Linked DNA regions of Rattus norvegicus: region 1 is linked to region 2. A link is a contact called in public Hi-C data. All regions are on one chromosome and are shown on one strand. Each heading gives the region's core, a stretch centred on a gene start, on an enhancer-like site or on the middle of the called end of the contact. The rest is flanking DNA. Distances are from core to core; before and after follow the strand shown.

Region 1 (5,401 bases), core at 549-3,048, 160 kb before region 2:
CTGGAACTTGTGTAGACCTGGCCTCGAACTCACACAGCTCCACCTGCCTCTGCCTCCCAAGTGCTGTGATTTAAAGATGTGAGGCAGCGTGCCCAGTTATTAAATGTTTTAAAAATTAATTTCCGGGGCTGGAGAGATGGCTCAGTGGTTAAGAGCATTGACTGTGGGCTGGAGAGATGGCTCAGCGGTTAAGAGCACTGACTGCTCTTCCAGAGGCCCTGAGTTCAACTCTCAGCAACCACATGGTGGCTCACAACCATCTGTAAAGGGATCAGATGCCCTCTTCTGGTCTGAAGACAGCTACAGTGTACTTGTATGCGTAAAATAAATAAATCTTATAAAAAAAAAAAAAAAGAGCATTGACTGTTCTTTCAGAGGTCCTGAGTTCAATTCCCAGCAACCACATGGTGGCTCACAACCATCTGTAATGGGATCAGATGCCCTCTCCTGGTGTGTCTGAAGACAGCTACAGTGTATTCACATTCATAAAATAAATAATTCTTAAAAAAATTCATTTCCAGTCTAATGTTCATTTTACTTTGTATTTTTGGGCATATGCATTGTGTATTTTGGGGCTGGAGAGATGGCTCAGTGGTTAGAGCACTGACTGCTCTTCCAGAGGTTCGGAGTTCAAATCCCAGCACCCACATGGTGGCTTGCATTGTGTATTTTTATCCTGTCTACTCACATTTGCATTTTCTACATTTATATACATGTATCATACAAGCCTATATAATAACAGGCTTCCTTCCAGGTAGCATTCTGATAATACACAGCCTATTTTTGTCTTCATTTTTATTTTTAAGACATTTTTACCACAAATTAATTCTGTGATAATGGACTTCATGGGACTGGAGACATGCTCAGTGGTCAAGTGTACTGGCTGCTCTTCCAGAGGACCCAGGTTCAGTTCCCAGCCACCCACATGGTGACTCACAACTCTCAGGGGATCTGAAGCCCTCACATAAACACACGTCCAGGCAAAACCCGTGCATGTAAAATAAATCGTTAAAAAATTAGTGAACTTCATGATATTTATTTCCACACACATATTTAAAAAAAATTTTTTTTTGGTTCTTTTTTTCGGAGCTGGGGATTGAACCCAGGGCCTTGCGCTTCCTAGGCAAGCGCTCTACCACTGAGCTAAATCCCCAACCCCTAAAATTTTAAACTTCGATTTTATGGTCATGTCACTGCCATATAGCCTGTGGCTCCCCAGGATCGAACTCATGTCCTCAAATTGACTGCAAGTGCCCTCACTGCTGAGATTGCTCAGAACTCCGGAGCTCAGAACTGAACCCAGGGCCTAGGCAAGCGCTCTACCACTAAGCTAAATCCCCAACCTCTTGTTTTTTTTAATATTTATGTGAGTACACTGTAGCTGTCCTCAGACACACCAGAAGAGGGCGGCATCAGACCCTATTACAGATGGTTGGTCGTTGGAATTTGAACTCAGGACCTCTGGAAGAGCAGTTTGTGCTCTTAACCACTGAGCCACTCTCCAGTCCCAGAACTCCTATTTTATTTCTTTTTCTCCATTTGTTTGGTCCCACAGACCTCTGGCCGCCGCCTTCTAGAACACCGCCACGCCTATTAGAACCTGCGCACGTTCTGTGGGGATCGTCGCTGTTGCTCTTTGAATAGGATAATACCATTTTCTTTTCTCTATGGGGGAAAGTCGGAAAGACTTCTTCCGGAGGAAAACCGGAAGTCGCTTCTCCGGCTTTTAGGACAGTCCCGAGGCGTCGCTGCCGTATCGCTCTGTCTTTGAACACCCCTAGTCGCGGCGATGGTTCCGCCCCGTCTGATCACGTGGCCACCAAGATGGCGGCGCCCAGCGGACGGTGCGCGAGGTTCGTCAGCTGACTTGTTCTCGGAGCTGTGGCCGCGACCCGCTTCTACCTGTCCCGAGTGACCAGAGCTCAGTGACCAGTCCTTATAGTCGAAAGCAGGGTAAGCAGTGCCGGAAGTGCCTTCGGGGAGCTTCCGTTCTGAGGTACTCTCTGCCCGGGCGCGCAGGGATTGCCGGTGTGGGGACGTCAGGGCACCGTCAGGGTTTCCGAAGGGAATTGGACGACTTTGCCCTTTTTTACTTGCGTATTTGACACAGGGTATCATGTAGCCCAGGCTAGCCTCCAACACACTGTGTAACTACGAATGGCCCCGAACTCTAGCCTCTTCCTATCCGGTGCTCAGGTTTGCCGCCTGTGAGGGGCTTGCCAGATGCTAGGGTGAACTGGGGCTTCGTGCAGGCCCGGCCCGCGCGTAATCACTCAGCCTAAGTATTTGGGGACAAGATCTCCTGGGACCGGTTATCTTCCTGGTCAGCCTCCTCTTCTCGGGCCTGCCCAGCCCTGGAGCCTTTTTGAATTAGAGGGAAGCCCCATACTTCTAATGGGCCGCACTCTTGGACCCACAAGATATTTGGTCTCCTCTGTTGTTGATATAGGTAAATCGGGAGGTGGTCTTTTTTTTTTTTTTCCCCGGAGCTGAGGACCGAACCCAGGGCCTTGGGCTACCACTGAGCTAAATCCCCAACCCTGGGAGGTGGTCTTACTGCCGCACAGTGGCTGCCAGTTCCGGTGGACCTGCTTCATGTTTGTTGATTAATTCCATTTTCAAGGTGTGACTGTCTTTTTTTTTTTTTTTTTTTTTTTGGTTCTTTTTTTCGGAGCTGGGGCCTTGCGCTTCCTAGGCAAGCGCTCTACCACTGAGCTAAATCCCCAACCCCAAGGTGTGACTGTCTTATGGGGTCCATGGTGAGGCAGTCATACCTGCCTCATTAAACCCAGGGCCCGAGGATGACACTAGAGCCCAGAATGCCTTCTAGTTTACCACAGCCTGTTAGTCCAGTGTGTTATGTATGCGTCTGCTGTCGTCTTTACTAGTGTTTAGCTGGCTGACAGGGTCGCGCCCTCTTGTACGTCTGGTTCCACTTAATTCATCCGGGAAAGAAAACACCTGTCATTGTGGGTGTGCTATCCTGCGTGGGGTCACGCACAGGGTAAAAGCTGTGCAAAGTCAGGAACAGGAAGAAGTTCAGAGGGAAGAGAGGAAGGACGAAGTGTATCCCAATGGGATTTGAGGGCTACAGGGAAGCCCCAGTAGTAAGGTGTTGAGAGTCACTCTGGGCAGGGATGAGATCCATTTTACAACTGACAGAGTTTCTAGATCATCCGAGCTGTCCTGAAGGAATGCATTCTCAGTTTCAGGGTTGAGTCCAGGAGGGGAGGTCACTGGTTGGGGTGGGGAGATCCCTCCCAATGGGGAACATGATTTAGGGCTAGGTCTGCATGCCCAGGGCCTGACTTCTGTTCGTGCCTCTCTGGGCAATGTGTGGAGCTTGTGGCAGATACATAGGGGAGAAGCCATTGAACCTGAGGCCCAGAGACAGAAAGTAACTTACTTGAACTGCACAGCAAAAACCATGGGCCGCTCTGGATTGTGAAGCCGATGCCAAAAACCAAGATGGCCTTGAAGAGTGCTCTGCTCACCCCCACCCCCACACACACCTTGGTGGAGGGTGGTGGATGTGGAGAAAGTTCTGTGGACTGGAACTCGGGATCCTTCTGTCTTAGCCCTGGGGCTGGAACGGCAGTTATGTAGGTGTGTTCCATAGCATGGGTCTTCTCCTTTTTTTTTTTCTTTAAGATTTATTCATTTATTATATATGAGTACACTGTAGCTGTCTTCAGATGCACCAGAAGAGGGCATCAGATCTCATTACAGGTGGTCATGAGCCACCATGTGGTTGCTGGGAATTGAACTCAGGACCTCTGGAAGAGCAGTCAGTGCTCTTAACCGCTGAGCCATCTCTCCAGCCTGGGTCTTCTCCTTCTTTTTTTTTTTTTTTTTTTTTTTTTGGTTCTTTTTTTCGGAGCTGGGGACCGAACCCAGGGCCTTGCGCTTCCTAGGTAAGCGCTCTACCACTGAGCTAAATCCCCAGCCCCTCCACTGAGCTAAATCCCCAGCCCCCTCCTTCTTTTTCTACAGCAGGTTTTTACTGCTGAGGACCTGGACCCGCTGGGAGGCTTGCCATGGTAACAGAACAGGAGGTAGAGGCCATAGGGAAAACCCTAGTGGACTCCACGCAGCCCCTGCAGGCCCGCTTCCGTGCCCTGTTTACCCTGCGGGGACTTGGTGGCCCCGATGCTATCTCCTGGATCAGCCGAGGCTTTGAGGACAGCTCTGCCCTTCTGAAGCACGAGCTAGCCTACTGCCTGGGCCAGATGAGGGACCCACGAGCCATCCCTGTGCTGGTGTCCGTCCTACAGGACAGGAACCAGGAGCCCATGGTGCGTCATGAGGCAGGTGAGTAAGAGCAGCCCAGTGGTGTGTTCATGTCTGTCCCTGGGGCACGGCTGGGTGCAGCTTCAGGGAGGTCCTGCGGAAGATGGGAGCCCCGCACAGGGCTATGGGTGGCAAACCGAGCAACCACCCACGTCCAACAGCAGAGCTTGGGCTTCTGAGCTGGCTTCCATGCCAACCCGTTCCTGGCTTCAGGGCCTTGGCACACTCTGTCCCTCTTGGCCCAAAGTCTGTTTGCTTTGTCTAGTGATGACTTCTCAACTCCACCCCGGGCACCGTCTGGGGTGGATGGCTGTAGGCCCAGCAGGCCAGCTCAGAGACTGTAGGCCTAGCCGTGGCCTGAGGGAGCACTGAGGTGCTGGGCATCGCGCAAGCTCCTTCCTACTGATTTGTCTCCTCAGGGGAAGCACTGGGGGCGATTGGTAACCCGAAAGTTCTAGGCCTCCTGAAGCAGTATTCCACCGACCCAGTGGTTGAGGTGAGGAAACTCTGACTGGTCCATCTCTGCCAGGACAAGCTCCTGACAAAGGTTGCTCTAGAGATGGAGGGGTGAGGTCAGGGAAGGTGGGCAGAGCCTCATGTGCTCCCCTTACCCACCCTACACCCAAAAATCTACCCTTGTACCCCCGTTCTGTACATTCCAGTCATGGAGTCTGCATTGTAGTCTTTTATGTCCTGTGTCTCACTGAGCACCATGTTCCAAAGGTTGATCTATGCTACGCTGTCGGAGCCTCGCTCCTCCTTTTCACGGCAGAGTAATACTTCAGTGTGTGAGGGCAGGCTATGTGTATTGTACCTGCTGGGCTCCCCTCTGCTCTCTGCCTCAGTCCTAATGTATGGGCTCCCGGGCACGAGTCTGTCCCCTGCCTTTTTCCTTGCTTTTCCTGCGATGTCCAGCCCCGGGGCCTTTGCACAGACTGCCTTGTGTCCCCCAGGTCTCCCCAGTGCCCACTCATGCCACTCTTTGGTCTGTGGTCTAAGGCCACTCCACCTGGCTTAGCCATAAGCCTGTGAGGACAATGACTGGCAAGACGTGCCCTCCACATAGGGACCATAGCTCCCTCTCTCTGCTACTTGCAGGTGGCTGAGACGT
Region 2 (6,082 bases), core at 309-2,808:
CATCACCCTGTCCCCTAGAGTGACCACATTCTGTCACTCAGCCACCCTCAGACCTTGTGGTGACCCAGAAGCCAGTGTGGTCAGTCCCCTGCAGAGGGGGAGTCTGGGGACACCGGCACCACACTGTAATAAAGACAGAGAACCCTTGCAGTTGGCAGCATGACACCCTGAGCACAGATCTAGGGACACTGCTATGGGTACTGGTGTGGAGTCTCCAAGAACACGCCAGAGTGCAGGGCACACTGTAGTGGGTGCCACGCTGCCTTACACACAGCCCATAGCATGTCCCATCCCTCTGGCTGAGGGCCTGTGGGGTTGCCCAGGTTGTCCCTTGTACACAGCAGGCAGTTGATTCCATTGGCCAAAGGGCAGCCCATAAGAACAGCACAGCCCACAGTGTGGGTGCCCTGTGCCAAGCAGGGGCCACAGCATGGGGACAATGGGCGCCTTGATTCCAGCCCAGAAGCATGTTGAGGACAGGTGTGACCATCACACTGGGGGGGGGGGGGGGAGTCCTGGCACAGTGGGTAGAGGGTGGAGATGCTGCACAATGGCCTGCAGGGAACAATCAGGAGCAATGTGCCCAGCACTCACACTAAGAAGAGGCCCGTGTGTGATGGCGCAGCCACCAAGGAAACAGCAAAAACATCCCCAGCAATGAGTGGACACAGGCGCCCCAGCTCTAAAGCCACCTAGCCCTAGGGAAACTGAGGCATGGACCTGCAAACATGGTGGCTACATGGGACAGCGGGGATGCTGAATGGTGAAGCCCCGCCCTGTTCACACTTGGTCATCTACATGCTGTGCACTGTACAGGGCCACGGAATGCAACTCGGCTCCTGCAGACACTCAGCCCTGCCCTGCCTCGGCTGTTATCCCCAGCCTGCTGTCCGTCCCTCCATGACATCTGACTATCCCGGGAACTCCGGGGGACATTGAGTGGCTCCTGAAGGCACCAAGTCAGTGGCCGACAAAGGGCTGACCTCGCTCTCTGTATTCACCATGCCCCTAGGGCCACACAGCCTGTCCGTGGCAGAGCCACCGGTACTGTGTGCCAGCTGGAGCAAGAGGGTCCTCTGTAGAGAAAAAGGCAAACCCATGCAGGTCACCACTGCTCCAGCCACCTTAGACTCAGGATAGGCCTCACCAGAGTAGGGACAGCACTGTACTGGTGGAAACTCCAAGTCCTTAGAGATACAACCTGTTCCCTCCTTTGGAGACAGGGTCTTATGTTGCCCAGGCTGGGCTCAAACTCCCTATATAGCCTGAGATGATCTTGAACTCCTGATCTTCCTGCCTGCACCCCGGCCTGCACCCTAAACACCTGGTTTGTGTGGTGCTGGGGATGGAATACGTCTTGCTAGGAATCAGTTAAGGACCTCATAGGGAGGGGCGGTGCATCCTTGGCCTCTAGGGATGACCTGAAGCCACCAGGGTCTGGAGACAGAAGCAACAAGCAGGGAGCCAGCTGAGGCCTCCTTCCCAGGGCAGAAGTCAGGCCCAACCCTTGGGCCACCCCCGCCGGATCCCCGGCCTTTGGCCGCCCAGCCCACGGGCTCGGGACAGGAAGCTGGGAGCCAACCTCCTGCTTTATTTAGAAAGCCGGGCCCAGCCCTGCCCAGCCTAAGGGACAGGGATTTCCAAGCGAGAGTTCTGGGAGCCTGGCCCCCCAGTGACAGCACTGCTCTGCTCTAGCCTGGAGCCATACAGGGAGGCAGAGGCCCCTAGGGTCTGCAGAGTCTGAGCCACTGGGACGTCTGAACAGCTGTACTGAGTGTGGAGCTGGAATCTGTGTCAGCCGGAAAGGCCGCTCCTGCTAGTCCCATACCATCAATGCTCACTACTTGAGCCACCTGAGTGTCACCCTATACCATCACTGCTCACTACTTGAGCCACCTGAGTGTCACCCTACAGGAAAGGGGCACAAAGTCCTGTGTAGCCTCAGCTCTGAGAACTTGCACTGGCCTCCAGTTAGTTCTGCAGGTTATTTTATATCAGTTACCACCATGGATGGCTCAAGGTGGGGTGTCTAAGCCTGGGTACACTGAGTGATGTCTAGGGATGCAGCTCATTACCCTGCAGTGACCAGGACGCCCACCCTGAGAACAAGCCAGTAGTCAACTGTTTGCCTGGCTGAACACTCTCTCCAGGACACACAGGGACTGGCAGAACAGGACAGAACACAAAACTCCCAGACTGGACCGTTCCTCACAGATGCAGTCCCAGTATGAGGGTGGTGGCTTCAAACCTGGACAAAGAGGTCAGAATCCTGTACACAGAGTGGGGCTCTCCCCGAAGGGACCACTCAGGGTATGTGGCGGGAACCCTGCCTGCTCCGGAGGGCAGGCTCCAGGACAGCAATCCTGGCCTGCTTCCACCTCAGGCAGTGGGGCACAGGGTCTCCACCCTATCCAGACAGCTGATGTGAAATGAGGGACAGTGCGACCGTGAGGCTGCAGGCAGGAGGTTGGAGCAGGTCTCACAGAACCGCCACCCCCAATACCTGGAACAAACAAACTGCCAGAGAACCAAGGTCATGGTCACCTCCTCCAGGAAGCCCTCACAGCAAGACCTGAGCAGTGCCCAAAGCTCACTCCTGTCTCCCTTTATCCTTCTGCTCTTATAAAGTAATTCCCAGACTCCTGTGGAAGGGTGTGACTGCAGACAGGTGCCCTGAGGGCACAGGTGGCAGCTAAGAATCCAATCACCTAGGGTAGAGGCATGGTGCTGTGTGCAGGTCAATGCAAGGCCCTTTAGCTGCTGGTCAGCTTAGCCTGGTCACAGCACAGAGGGCCAGGGAGCACTCCTGAATCCGAGGGGACTTCAAAGCCAGCTTTGGAGACAGAACAGAGCTGGGATGACACATCATTGGGCTCAGTCACCCAATGTCACCCTTACCTGGCAGCTTCTACCACTGAGCCCACCAGAAAGCTGCTGAACCTCTACAAAGGTCAGCTAGGGCCACACTGTGCCCCCTAGATGGCTACCTTGGGGCTACTGCTGTTTGCTCTGGACTGCTCTGTCCTCTTCTTATCCCTCCCTTCCTGGAAATCTGCATAGATTTTGAGGAATCCCACCATGTTGGGGAGAAGGAACCAAGGCCCCATGACCCTGAGAACCACATGGGCCACAGCAACAGAAGAGAACATGTGCTGACCCCTCCCATGGGACAGTTCAACTGTCACTGCCCTCCATCCCTTCTAGTCAAAGGCTCCCACAGTCCTTTCCTCAGGTTCTCCAAGGCCACCCTTTGTCTTGGGTCCCTGGACTGCAGCTCACCAGGGAACTGGGAGGGGCAGGCAGAGCTGCCCAGTCTGTTTTGTAAACCCCCGCAGGGCCCAGGCCACCCTGCCCTCATTTTGGGCTCTTATTTAGGGTGACAACAAGAGGACCTTGGCTCCCTGGCTCCCAGCAACAGGTGGGCCTTGAGGAGTCAGAACTCCAGGGAGTGACAGACATATGTTGAGTTCCCTGGGGTGGGTGGGCTGGGGAGACGACCCCCAGGAGGCAGGACAGGGGAAGGGAGCCTGCAAGGCTGACTGCTGTCAACCTACTGAGCTCAGGCGCAACAGAAGCCCAAAGAAGAAAAGCCACCCACTCTCCTGCACCCAGCTCCAATGTGGAAGAATTCAGAGGCTCTATGGAAGGAACACAGAGGGAGACTGGGGAGTACCCAGGAAAAGAACAAGCCAAGAGCAAAGCAGGACCCTTTGGAGGTTGAGAAGAGGGTGTAACCCTTGGGAACTGTCTTGGGGAACCTGGAAGCCAAAGGGGTATCATGGGGGGCAAGACAGCTTAAAGGGTTCACCCGAGGCGATCTAGGGACAATGGAAATGAGAGTCTACTTAGTGCAGCAGGGCCAGGGGCAAGCTCTGTACAAGAATTCTCAGGAGTGACAGAAAGCAAGTCTCCCAGGGCCCTGGGGTCCGACGTGGCCAACTGGCCTCGGATATCAGAGGCAGGAGGCTGACCCCGAATGAATCCAAGGCCTGGATAACAGAGGCTGGCCACAAAGGGTCGCACAGGCTAAGCCCAGGAGACCACATGGAAGAAGCTGGCCACCACAGGCCCAAGCCACCTGCACCGCTCAGGGTGCAGCAATCCCGGAAGGGCTGACCGCTGCAGGACGCGCTGACCAGTTGCCCCGAGGACACCCGGGGTGGCCCGACCGGCCGTGGGCTGTGGTCTGGAAGGGTCGCGCCCCGCTGTCACCGCGCGCTACTAGCCGGAGACCAGAGACCGCGGCGGGTACAGCGCCCTGCGCGCGCGGAGACCCCGGCAAGGCCCGGATGCCCCGTGCACCCACCGGGTCCCAGTGACAGAGGTCCCACAGCTCGGAGACGTAGCTCACCGAGAAGCAGCAGCTTGAGCTCGCGCCGGGCGTCGCGCTTGTCTCGCCGCAGCTGTTTCTCGATCTCCGCGTTGATGCGCTTCGACTCCTTCACCTCGTCGCTCAGGCAACACGCCATCATGGACTCCAGAGTCATCGTCGCGGTCCCCCGGCCGCCGCCGGCACGGCCCTGCCTCGTCCCAGTTCCCCGAAGGCCTGGCCCGGCCCCAGAGGCGCGTCCACCGTCCGCGCCGTGCAGCGCAGCTGCCGCCGCTGCCGCCACCCGCAGCCGTCGCCACCGAGCGCCGGCGCCCGACGACCTGAAGCGCTGCCACGGGCCCCGCGACGGGCAGGCGGCGCGGCCAATGGGAGGGGCCGCAAGGCTGCGCGCGCGCGCGCCGCAGGGACAGGACTCTAGAATCACCCGGAGGCGGAGCCTCGCTACTCGGGGGCGGGGTCTGGAGGGCGCAGCGCAGGCGCACCTTGGGTTGCGTCGACGTGGGAAGGGGTTGAGCGGCCCGCAGCTGGGCGCGGACGCCGAGCATTGTGGGAATGGGGAGGACTCGGCCGCCCGATTTCGGTTCCTTTCGGGAAGCGAAGCTCTTCTCGGCTCGGGGAAGTGCCGCTCGGCTACACTCGGCTCTTTTCGGCACGGGGAGGCACCGCTCGGTTGCTCTCGGTTGCGCTCGGCTCCTCTCGGCTCCTCTCGGTTCCTCTCGGCTCCCCGAAGCTGTGCAGGGAACGCGAGGCGAGAAGAGAGTCTGCAATTTTCGCCTGGAGGGAGCGCCCACAGAAGCCATCACCGCCTGTGGATGTGAGAAAACGCCCTGACTAGGGTCGCTCATCTATTCCTTTTTAAAATTTTAAATATTATTTATTTAATGTATATGGCTGTCTTCAGACACACCAGAATAGGGAATCAGATCCCATTACAGATGGTTGTGAGCCACCACGTGGTTGCTGGGAATTGAACTCAGGCCCTTTGGAAGAGGACAGTCAGAGCTCTTAACCACTGAGCCATCTCTCTAGCCCTCGCTCATCCATTCTTAAGCAGGCCTGTCCTACTGTATACAGTGCAGCACTCGCCGAATATCACGCAAGTAACAAGTATGAACAAAACGCTTGCTGGAGAGTATGCGTTGATGCGGCAGCCTGCTGTAGCTCAGGTATTAATATCACATCTACTGTATACCAGGCTTCAAGGGAACACGCATATGAAACTGTCACCTTCAGTATAGGGTATATAAACTGGGTGTTTTTCACATATTACTACGTGTGCCAAACATGAATGCTGTGCCTGCTGTATACCAGACATTATATGTAGTTTGTATATAGATAGTTATGGAGCCCCTGCTGTCAATCAGGCTCCTGGCAGCTGAGGAATAAGCATTAACAGTCTGCCTGCTGTATACCAAGCACCAGCCTCTGCTGCTATACATGTGAACGCCATGTGTGATGTTTGCTGTTTTACAGTGCTGGGGTGGAACCTGGGACACCCCCCCCCCCCCAGCTCAGGCAGGTAAGCTCCCTGTTGGGGGGGCCAATCTGAGTCCCCTAAGGGTGAACTAACTCACAAACCTGAGAAGTGTTTTCCCACCTTCCAGTCAGTGCTCAGTCGGTGCATTAATAACAAAGGCAACTTAAAAGCCAGGGCTGTGCTGCATGTGTTCCTGTCCCCGTCCCTGCCTGACCGCCCAGCCTTGAGATAAGGCTGCGAGGGGAGGGTCAAAGTCTCCGTTTACTAGTTGATTG

The links. A called contact is a pair of places that touch in the nucleus more often than the background predicts.
Region 1: a Hi-C map of liver shows a contact between it and region 2, with 2.2 times the contacts expected there. The contact joins the promoter of Dohh here to the enhancer-like site in region 2. A contact is called at or near these places in 3 of 12 Hi-C or Micro-C datasets (frontal cortex, kidney and liver).

What each region holds. Positions count from the first base shown.
Region 1 is chr7:8,973,422-8,978,822 of GRCr8, reverse strand. It overlaps Dohh (deoxyhypusine hydroxylase), which reads left to right and starts at 1,798. Exons shown (of 5, transcript NM_001025006.2): 1 at 1,798-1,953; 2 at 3,994-4,311; 3 at 4,710-4,786; 4 at 5,389-5,401. The coding sequence starts at 4,038.
Region 2 is chr7:8,812,922-8,819,003 of GRCr8, reverse strand. Gna11 (G protein subunit alpha 11) reads right to left here and starts at 4,719. Exons shown (of 7, transcript NM_031033.2): 1 at 4,352-4,719. The coding sequence starts at 4,487. Within about 2 kb of position 1,558, at least 35 of the 93 cell types and tissues checked have an H3K27ac peak or open chromatin away from gene starts, as enhancers often do. A contact at or near this core is called in liver, where this site is marked.